Regions from separate parts of the Mus musculus genome. Here region 1 is linked to region 2. The links are chromatin contacts, called in public Hi-C maps. All regions are on one chromosome and are shown on one strand. The core of a region is the stretch at or near the end of the contact, and the rest is flanking DNA. Distances in the headings are between cores, read along the strand shown.

Region 1 (3,697 bases), core at 803-3,302, 5.3 Mb before region 2:
GGCTGGGTCGGGACGCCACCGGGCGAACCAGGCAGCCCCCGCGGCAAGTCCTGGTGCTAGGGGTGCCCCCTCCTTCCGCCCTGCGCGCCATAAGGCTGTAGCACGTCTCCAGTGCACAGCTGCGTGAGGATGGGCGGTCGGCAGAAAGGAGCTTGTTTTCAAAAGTCTTACTCAGGTTTAGAAGGAGGAATTAGGAGAAAAGAGGAAATGAGGCCTGCCTTTGTCAGGATTCGAGGGGTCAAGTGGCTGGAGGGGCGACAGGTCAGCACAACGTGCTACGCGAGCCCCCAACTCGCCCGAGCCCCAGACCCTCAGGCTAGACCCGAGATCTTTCCCGCCCGCGAGCTCCTGCTCCCTACTACCGAGCCTAGAGGGGAAGTTGGCTAGGGTTTCCACCGCAGACCCTAAGGTCTCTCGAATGGGTCAACTCGCAGACAACACGAGTGCGTGAAAGCGAGAGGGAGACAAAAATAAACAGTAGCTTTCGAGTCACCCACCAACCCTCACTTCCCCTTGCAGTGGGCTCGCGCCCAGCCTCCCTGTTCCCACCGGTGTAAGTTTCCTCCTGCCATACTCCCGCCGCTGCCCAATCCATAACGGCTACGGCCAGACGAACTGCCCATCCCAGAGCTGCGTGCCTGCCGTGCCCGCAAGAATGTAGACTGGGTCGGTCCCCACAGCGGCACTAGCTCTGGGCAGCTCGGGTTCTGATAAAGTTTCTCGTGCCCATTTATTAACCAAGCGCCGAATGGCTGCCAGGGAGCCCACCCCAGGAGAAGCAAGGACCGGGAAGGTGGGGTGTCTGCTGCCGATGAGGCGTCAGGGTGCCAAGGCTGGCATCTGGGGAGGGAGCCGGGGGCCAGAACGGGACGCAGCCTCCGGGCAACTTACATTAGCGACGCTCGTGGTTGGGGAGGCGCGAGGATTATCTGAGCATTTGCACACTTCACAATCCCTCCCCCTTAACCTAAGGTACCCCCCCTCCCTTTCCGCGAGGAAGAAGGGAGAAAAGACAGCATCTGGCCCAAAGGTGGGGTGGAAAGAGTGAGAGAGAAAGGAGAAGGAAGGCAGACAGAGAAAGGGAGGGAGGGAGAGAAAGGGCGCGTTCACGAACACGACAAAGTTACAAATATGGCTCCCCACCTCTCGCCTCATCCCCGCAGAGAAACGAAGACGCGCTTTAAACTCGAGCCATCTCCCAACTCCGCAGCAGTCGGGTCCCCACGCGCTCTCCCCGGGGTCCTCGGGCTACATTGATCAGAAACTATACCGGACTCGCGAAGCCCAAAACTTATTGTGTGCGAGCGAGCGAAAGAGACTGCAAAGGGAGGGGGCAGGCGCGGGAGGGGGCGGAAAGGGGGTTACGCTTCTAAAATATAACAACCCCTTTTTGTTGTTTAATCCAGGAGGCAGCCCATCTTCTCCTCCCCTCGATCATCTTTTCCATCCAGATGCAAGTCGTGGGAGCTGAGAGCTCGGACGAGGGTGAAATTGCCGCCTTCCCTCCGACCCGAACGCGTGCGCCCCGCCGGCCCCCCGCTGGGTGCACACTCGCACGCACACCCTCGCACCCATACCCGCACACGCGGGAGCACACGCACAGGTAGTCAGTCACACACCAAGGGCAGCAGCGACGGCGGACGAAACATGCTCCGGTGGCATTGCAACCCCCCCCACCCCCGCCATCCAACCTTGCAATTCATTTGCAGTCAGACCCCAAACCCCACACCTTCCCCGGAGCCCCCCTCCATAAAAAAGTGCCTTCCCCCCAAAACACACACGCACACATAACACAAAGTAGGAGAATGGACCGACAGAGATATTTTTGGCAAATGCTCACATCAGAGGGCGTCCTGTTCCGCAGCTCTAAATAAATCCGTTTGTCCATCTCCATCTCTCGCGCTCTCTCTTTCTGCAGAGGATCCTGCGCCAGCGGAATTCAATCAATAAACCCCGAACCCACGGCCGCGCGTTTTAGGACTTTGAAGGCTCAACCAGCTCCGCTCGGTTCTCGAGCCCCCAGCACCCGCGGCGCACACTAACCTGATCGCCGTAGAGGCGGGACCTGCGGCTCCTTGCGTGGAGCGGCGGCAACAAGAGCCAATCAAATGGCGAGGCTTCGGACGCCAGCCAATAGTGGTGGTGGCGGCGGGGGGCAGGGTCCAATGGGCATCCTGCGCAGCGGGCCAGGGAGGCTCAGCCATTTGGCTGTGGTGCCGGAGACGGACCCCTTTAGATACCGGGGCCGCCGAAGAGGAGCGCGGCTGCACCTTGGTGGTTGCGCGCTGGGGGCGGGAGGGAAGGCAGGGCAGGTGCGTGGACCTGAAGGTTCGTGGCCGGGGGCGGGGCCGCAGGTGCGTGGACACGGGAGGGGCGGGGTCCTTGCGGGGGCATCCTCTGGGTGCTGGGCGGGCGGACGAGGCCTGGGGCGCGCGGGCACAAGGCAGGCCCAAGGAGGGCGCGCATTTTTGGAGCGCACGAAGGACAAATCCCACCACACACACACACACCCCGGGATGCCCACTTGGCACAACCCCTCCGACCGGTCTGCTCCCATCTCCGCAATTAAATAATCAAGTCTTAAGTGCATGACGCTCCCACATCCAAAGGAGCGAGGGCGCGATCTCGACCCCAGAGGCTTGGCAATCTGATGCCCTGTCTTAAAAGAAGCAATTCCCCGAGAGTCATCGGGGGGATCTTGTATAGGGCAATTAATGAATGGAAAGGCCGCAGATGGAGAACTGTATAAAATATTAAAAAGTGGAAAAGGAAGGTGCTGGGAACTGCCGATTCTCAGAGCCGAACATAATTGACGGGCTTTATAGGATTTTTTGAGAGAGAGCGTTGCACGTTTCATTCTAATCGTTTGGTTGGATCTGCATTGCCAAAGAGTCGCTAACTGGGGGCACTTACGCCAGGTCTTACAGTTGCTTTGGGTTTTGTTTTTGTTCGACCACGTTACGTTTTTTAAGAAACCTTTACAGCCCTGGTTCCCATTGGGTTACCAGCTTCCTATGGGCAGCCCTCGGACCTCATGGTACTATGTGGATGTCCGGCTGTGAACAAATTACGGGATACATGTTTAATTTTATTCACACAACTTTATCATAGTGTCTTTTCCTATGTGTCTTCATCTACACGCTTCTGCAAACACCCCCAAAGTAATTCTTTTTTTGAGACATTAGAACTAAGTATTTTATTTAGTTAGTTCTTTTAGATCAAACAAATGGATTTGAAAGCTGATAAATGTTTATTCTAAGTAGCTGGAAGTACAAAATAAAACCATTTCGTCTGGGTAAATATGTAATTTCTTTACGTTGTTCATTTGACATTTCTTATCCTTAGATTTTTGTTAATTTTTACAAAGGCTGTATATCTGGAATGTTTCAATTGTATTGTTTCCTTTTAAAAACACAAAGAACTCCAAATTATCTCTTTGCCAATGTATCAGCTCATGTTTCTGGATAAGGTTTTTAAAGCAATAATAGTTTTTCATTACAAATATTTTAAGAAGGTGTAGTGTACAAAATCTGTTATAGCAGAAGTCTTGAAGTTCTTGTTCTTTTGGATGGTAAATGCTCGCTTGCTTCTTAAACACTGAAGTTGAGGACCTGCTATCAGCAGTGTTGTGAGAGAGTCCTTTCCAAGGAATAACTCTCAAAACACATCGGAGCAAGGAGGTGTCCATTCTACCTCC
Region 2 (3,626 bases), core at 288-2,787:
AGAGAACACAAAATTCTAAGTTACCTTTGTGAAACTAAGCTTATGTAACAAAACCTTCTGTAGGTGAAATCAGTCAAGAAATCAGAGTATTTTACTTAAAGAGAGTTAAATCTTTGACTTAAAAAAAAAAAATTTAGCCTTGGGGTATAGCCTAGCGGTGAAGCAATGCTTATGTGCCCTAAACTCACTCCATCACTTACAATCATAAATTCAATACTTTCTCTAGAAATAAAATCTCAGATTTGTTAGGAGCTCAAATGGTAAACTGAGTTTAAAGTCCTAAGCTACCAAAAATGGTAGCAATTTTTAGGTATCAACCCGTAAAGGCGCAGTAGCTGAACATCAAGGGAACTCCAGGGAAGGTTGGCGCCCTCCACAATTCCAGTCCCTGATCACTCTGCCCCTCCCCCACCGGCCACTGTCGGGGAAGCAAGGGCACAGCACCAGCCGCACCCCACCGCAGACACTCCAGAGAGGACGCTGAGTATCTCGTCCCAATAATTACAACGAAGAGGAGCAGCTGACCACGCTTCTACTCTCCCTAGCTGTTAAGGCGCCATCCATGGTGTGTGAAGCAAAGTAGAAGACTACAGCTACGGGCCACGATGCCCCAAGCAGAATGGATGAAGAAGCCACAGCATAAAGTCCGGACACCTCCACCGTTCCCAGTCTACAAGGGGCCCTCCCACCCACGGGGATGCTGGGAGGAGCAGACACGGAGCCCTGACCCCCTGCCAGACGCCACAGCGGGCTTTCCCCAGCTCCTCTTCACTGCTAAGGAGGCGGAAATCCCGGAGGGGGCGGGGCGGGAGGGGCGTGGCATCACAGCCCCGGACGCGCCTTCCGGCCAACCGGATCCCGCTAAGGCGGGGGAACACAGGCTTCACGCCCCCTCGCCACCGCGCCCTGAAAGCCACACGCCGGGACCCTCTTCCCGTCCCGCACGCCCCGCGGACCCAAAGCAGTTCAGCCAGTGGTCCCGCCCATAAGGGAGAAGGGGCGGGGTCACAGCCGCGGGCCTTTAGCGCGAGCCCGTCCCGCCCCTTTCTCCACCACCGCACGCGCGCCGGCCCCGCCTCTGATCGGCGGGACTAGGACCCGCCCCTCCGTGCGCACCGGGACTACGCTCTCCTCCCCCTCCCGCACTGAGTGCGGCTCCGCTCCGCCCCCCACAGCCACGCACGGGAAGCCGAGGTCAGCCCCCCCGAAAAACACACGCCCTCCAGTCCCGGGTTACCCGCCACCCAGCTGCTGGGCGGACCGCGGTGCGGCGTGCTCTCACCGCAAAAGCTCCAGCCACTCAGCCTGTGCGTCGCTCCCGGCGTGAGCCTCGCACCCAGCACGGAGGCCCCGGAACGGCGCGGGCACAGGCCCGCAAGAGCGGACTGGCAACCTCCTTTGCGCCCACGAAGCGGTCACAGGCCTGGGTGCCCAGACTGGGAAGGAGGGAGGGAGGGAGGGAAACTCTAAGGGGGGAAGGGGAGGGGGGAAGATGGAGAAACCGTCTCTGCCGCCTCTACCGCCGCGGCCGCTTCTCTGTTACCCGGGAAATCCCGCCCACTCTCCCGGCCCGCCCCGCCGAGGGAAGGCTTAACCTCGCTCCGCCACGGGATATATTACCCATCCGTCAATGGTTTAGCCAATCACTATGCCGCAAAGACCTACTCCCGCCCTCTTCCCTCGCTGGGAGGGGAGAGCGAGCCGCTCACCTTCTCCACGCCCCTATTGGCGGGGAGAGTCCCTAACTCAACCCCGCCTATTGGAGACTGATTGCCGAATCCCTCCTCCGGGCTCTAATACTATTGGAGGAAGAGGAGTACCTCTTCACATCTCATTGGAGAGTCTCACATATCCCTCCCCATACCGCCCCAGCCACAGGCCTAACAAATCGGCTCCCGCCTCCGCCGGTCCCTGCATTGGAAGACTACCTTTGCTTCTCTCATAGCCCCAGGAAGGTAAGTAACCAATGTGGGGTAAAAATGTCCTTAAGTGAGGCCGACTCCACCCACTACACGGCTGGGCCAGGCCCCGCCCCCAATGATCTGATTGGACTATCTTGGCGCCGGTAGGAGCCGCCATTGGACACGGCGCCGGTCCAGGAAGGAGACCATTCCGCCCTGCGCGAGGATGCTGAACCTTAGCAGTCCTTTTGTGGAATGTTTACACTGGAGACTGAACCTCAGCGTTCCAAGGCCGGGATCGGAGATGGCGGGGAGCTCAGCGGCCGAAACCCGAGGCTTTGAGATTTGAAAAGGAAAAGGCAGTAGTATTACCCGCCGTGGAGAATTAACCAAAACAATGACAGAAAGCCTTGTCCTTCCTACCCACTTATTTTTACACTTTCACGGTCTTCTAAACACAGCCATCTGGAGCACTCAGCAGCTACTTTCAGCAAGCCGACTCCAAAATTAAGGTCTGGAGCTCTAATCTGATCCAAAAGCCCAGATATTACTAGCTGGTCACTAGGGCTGACTGAATACTGTGACACTGGGACAACCAGAATCTGCAGCCCTCAGGGGGCGGAGATAACCCAGCGGAGGCCTTTAAATGTCACCGCCTGGGCAAGCCTCCGGAAGGCGGAGCATGAAGGGAAAATGTATACTCTATTGGTCGGGTAGATCCAGGGACATTTTAAACTGGAGGAAGAGAGGCTGAAAACCTCACACAGACCACTGCATAAATAAACCTTGAGTGTGCACTTACGTTCACAGAAGGAGTAAAAATTCCAGATTGTGTGAAGGATATGGTCTTAAGAATGACTGTTCAAGGGGAAGGGCTGTAATCGCAACCATTCGCGAAAGGGCAGGAATAGTCTGAATTTAGGAACCCTAAGGCCAGCCCTTCAAAAAAAAGGGGGGTGGGCATTCCTCCTTAGCAGAGTGAGTTAATGGCGGTCTCTAAGCCTTCTGGGTAAGTAACAATGCCTGAACACAAAAAGTGCTTTGAAATACCTAGTTCTTGGGCTGGTGAGATGGCTCAGCGGCTAAGAACGCCGTCTGCTCTTCCAAAGGTCCTGAGTTCAAATCCCAGCAACCACATGGTGGCTCACAACCATCCGTAATGGAATCTGATGCTCTCTTCTGGAGTGTCTGAAGACAACTACAGTGTACTTACATATAATACATTAATTAATTAATAATAATAATAATAATAAAGACCTAGTTCTTTTATTTATTCACTAGTAAGGCGTGGGCCCGATGCCGACCTTGCTTTGGGGAGGCTTTCGCTGTGCCATGAGAGGTTAGGTGGGATTAGTCTTACCGCATTCTAGAGCAAAAGGGGGAGAGGGAACCTCCCTAGAGTCGAGTGTCCCCAGGAGATACGACACCGGGGAACCGTTTCGTAAATCCAATACTGTCCTCCTGTAAATCCTGCGGAGACTGCCATAAACAAGTGTTGGCAACAGGTGGGTCTAACTCCTAGGATGGCTTCACGGCGTGAGGCCATAGTAAAGAGTTGTGAACTCCAAGAGTGGCCGACAGGTGGGAGCAGCCACACCGGTAGCCAAGCCAAGCCCTGTTCCAGGACAGTGCTCTAAAATAAGAAAAACTAGCCAAACCGTTCCAGGCTGAAGTAGCACTCCAAAACTGACAGATGCCTATCCTTAACTGAACTGCCTTACCCAC

What was found. A called contact is a pair of places that touch in the nucleus more often than the background predicts.
Region 1: a Hi-C map of CD8 T cells shows a contact between it and region 2, with 7 times the contacts expected there. The contact joins the promoter of Anp32a here to the promoter of Sin3a in region 2. A contact is called at or near these places in 2 of 484 Hi-C or Micro-C datasets (B cells and CD8 T cells).

Annotation. Positions count from the first base shown.
Region 1 is chr9:62,339,698-62,343,394 of GRCm38.p6, reverse strand. Anp32a (acidic (leucine-rich) nuclear phosphoprotein 32 family, member A) reads right to left here and starts at 2,052. Exons shown (of 7, transcript NM_009672.3): 1 at 1,841-2,052. The coding sequence starts at 1,894. It overlaps Gm20346 (predicted gene, 20346), which reads left to right. Exons shown (of 2, transcript NM_001378702.1): 2 at 1,407-1,893. The coding sequence ends at 1,471.
Region 2 is chr9:57,074,287-57,077,912 of GRCm38.p6, reverse strand. It overlaps Sin3a (transcriptional regulator, SIN3A (yeast)), which reads right to left and starts at 1,537. Exons shown (of 22, transcript NM_011378.2): 1 at 1,283-1,537. It overlaps 2700012I20Rik (RIKEN cDNA 2700012I20 gene), which reads left to right and starts at 1,864. Exons shown (of 2, transcript NR_152107.1): 1 at 1,864-1,955; 2 at 2,070-2,710.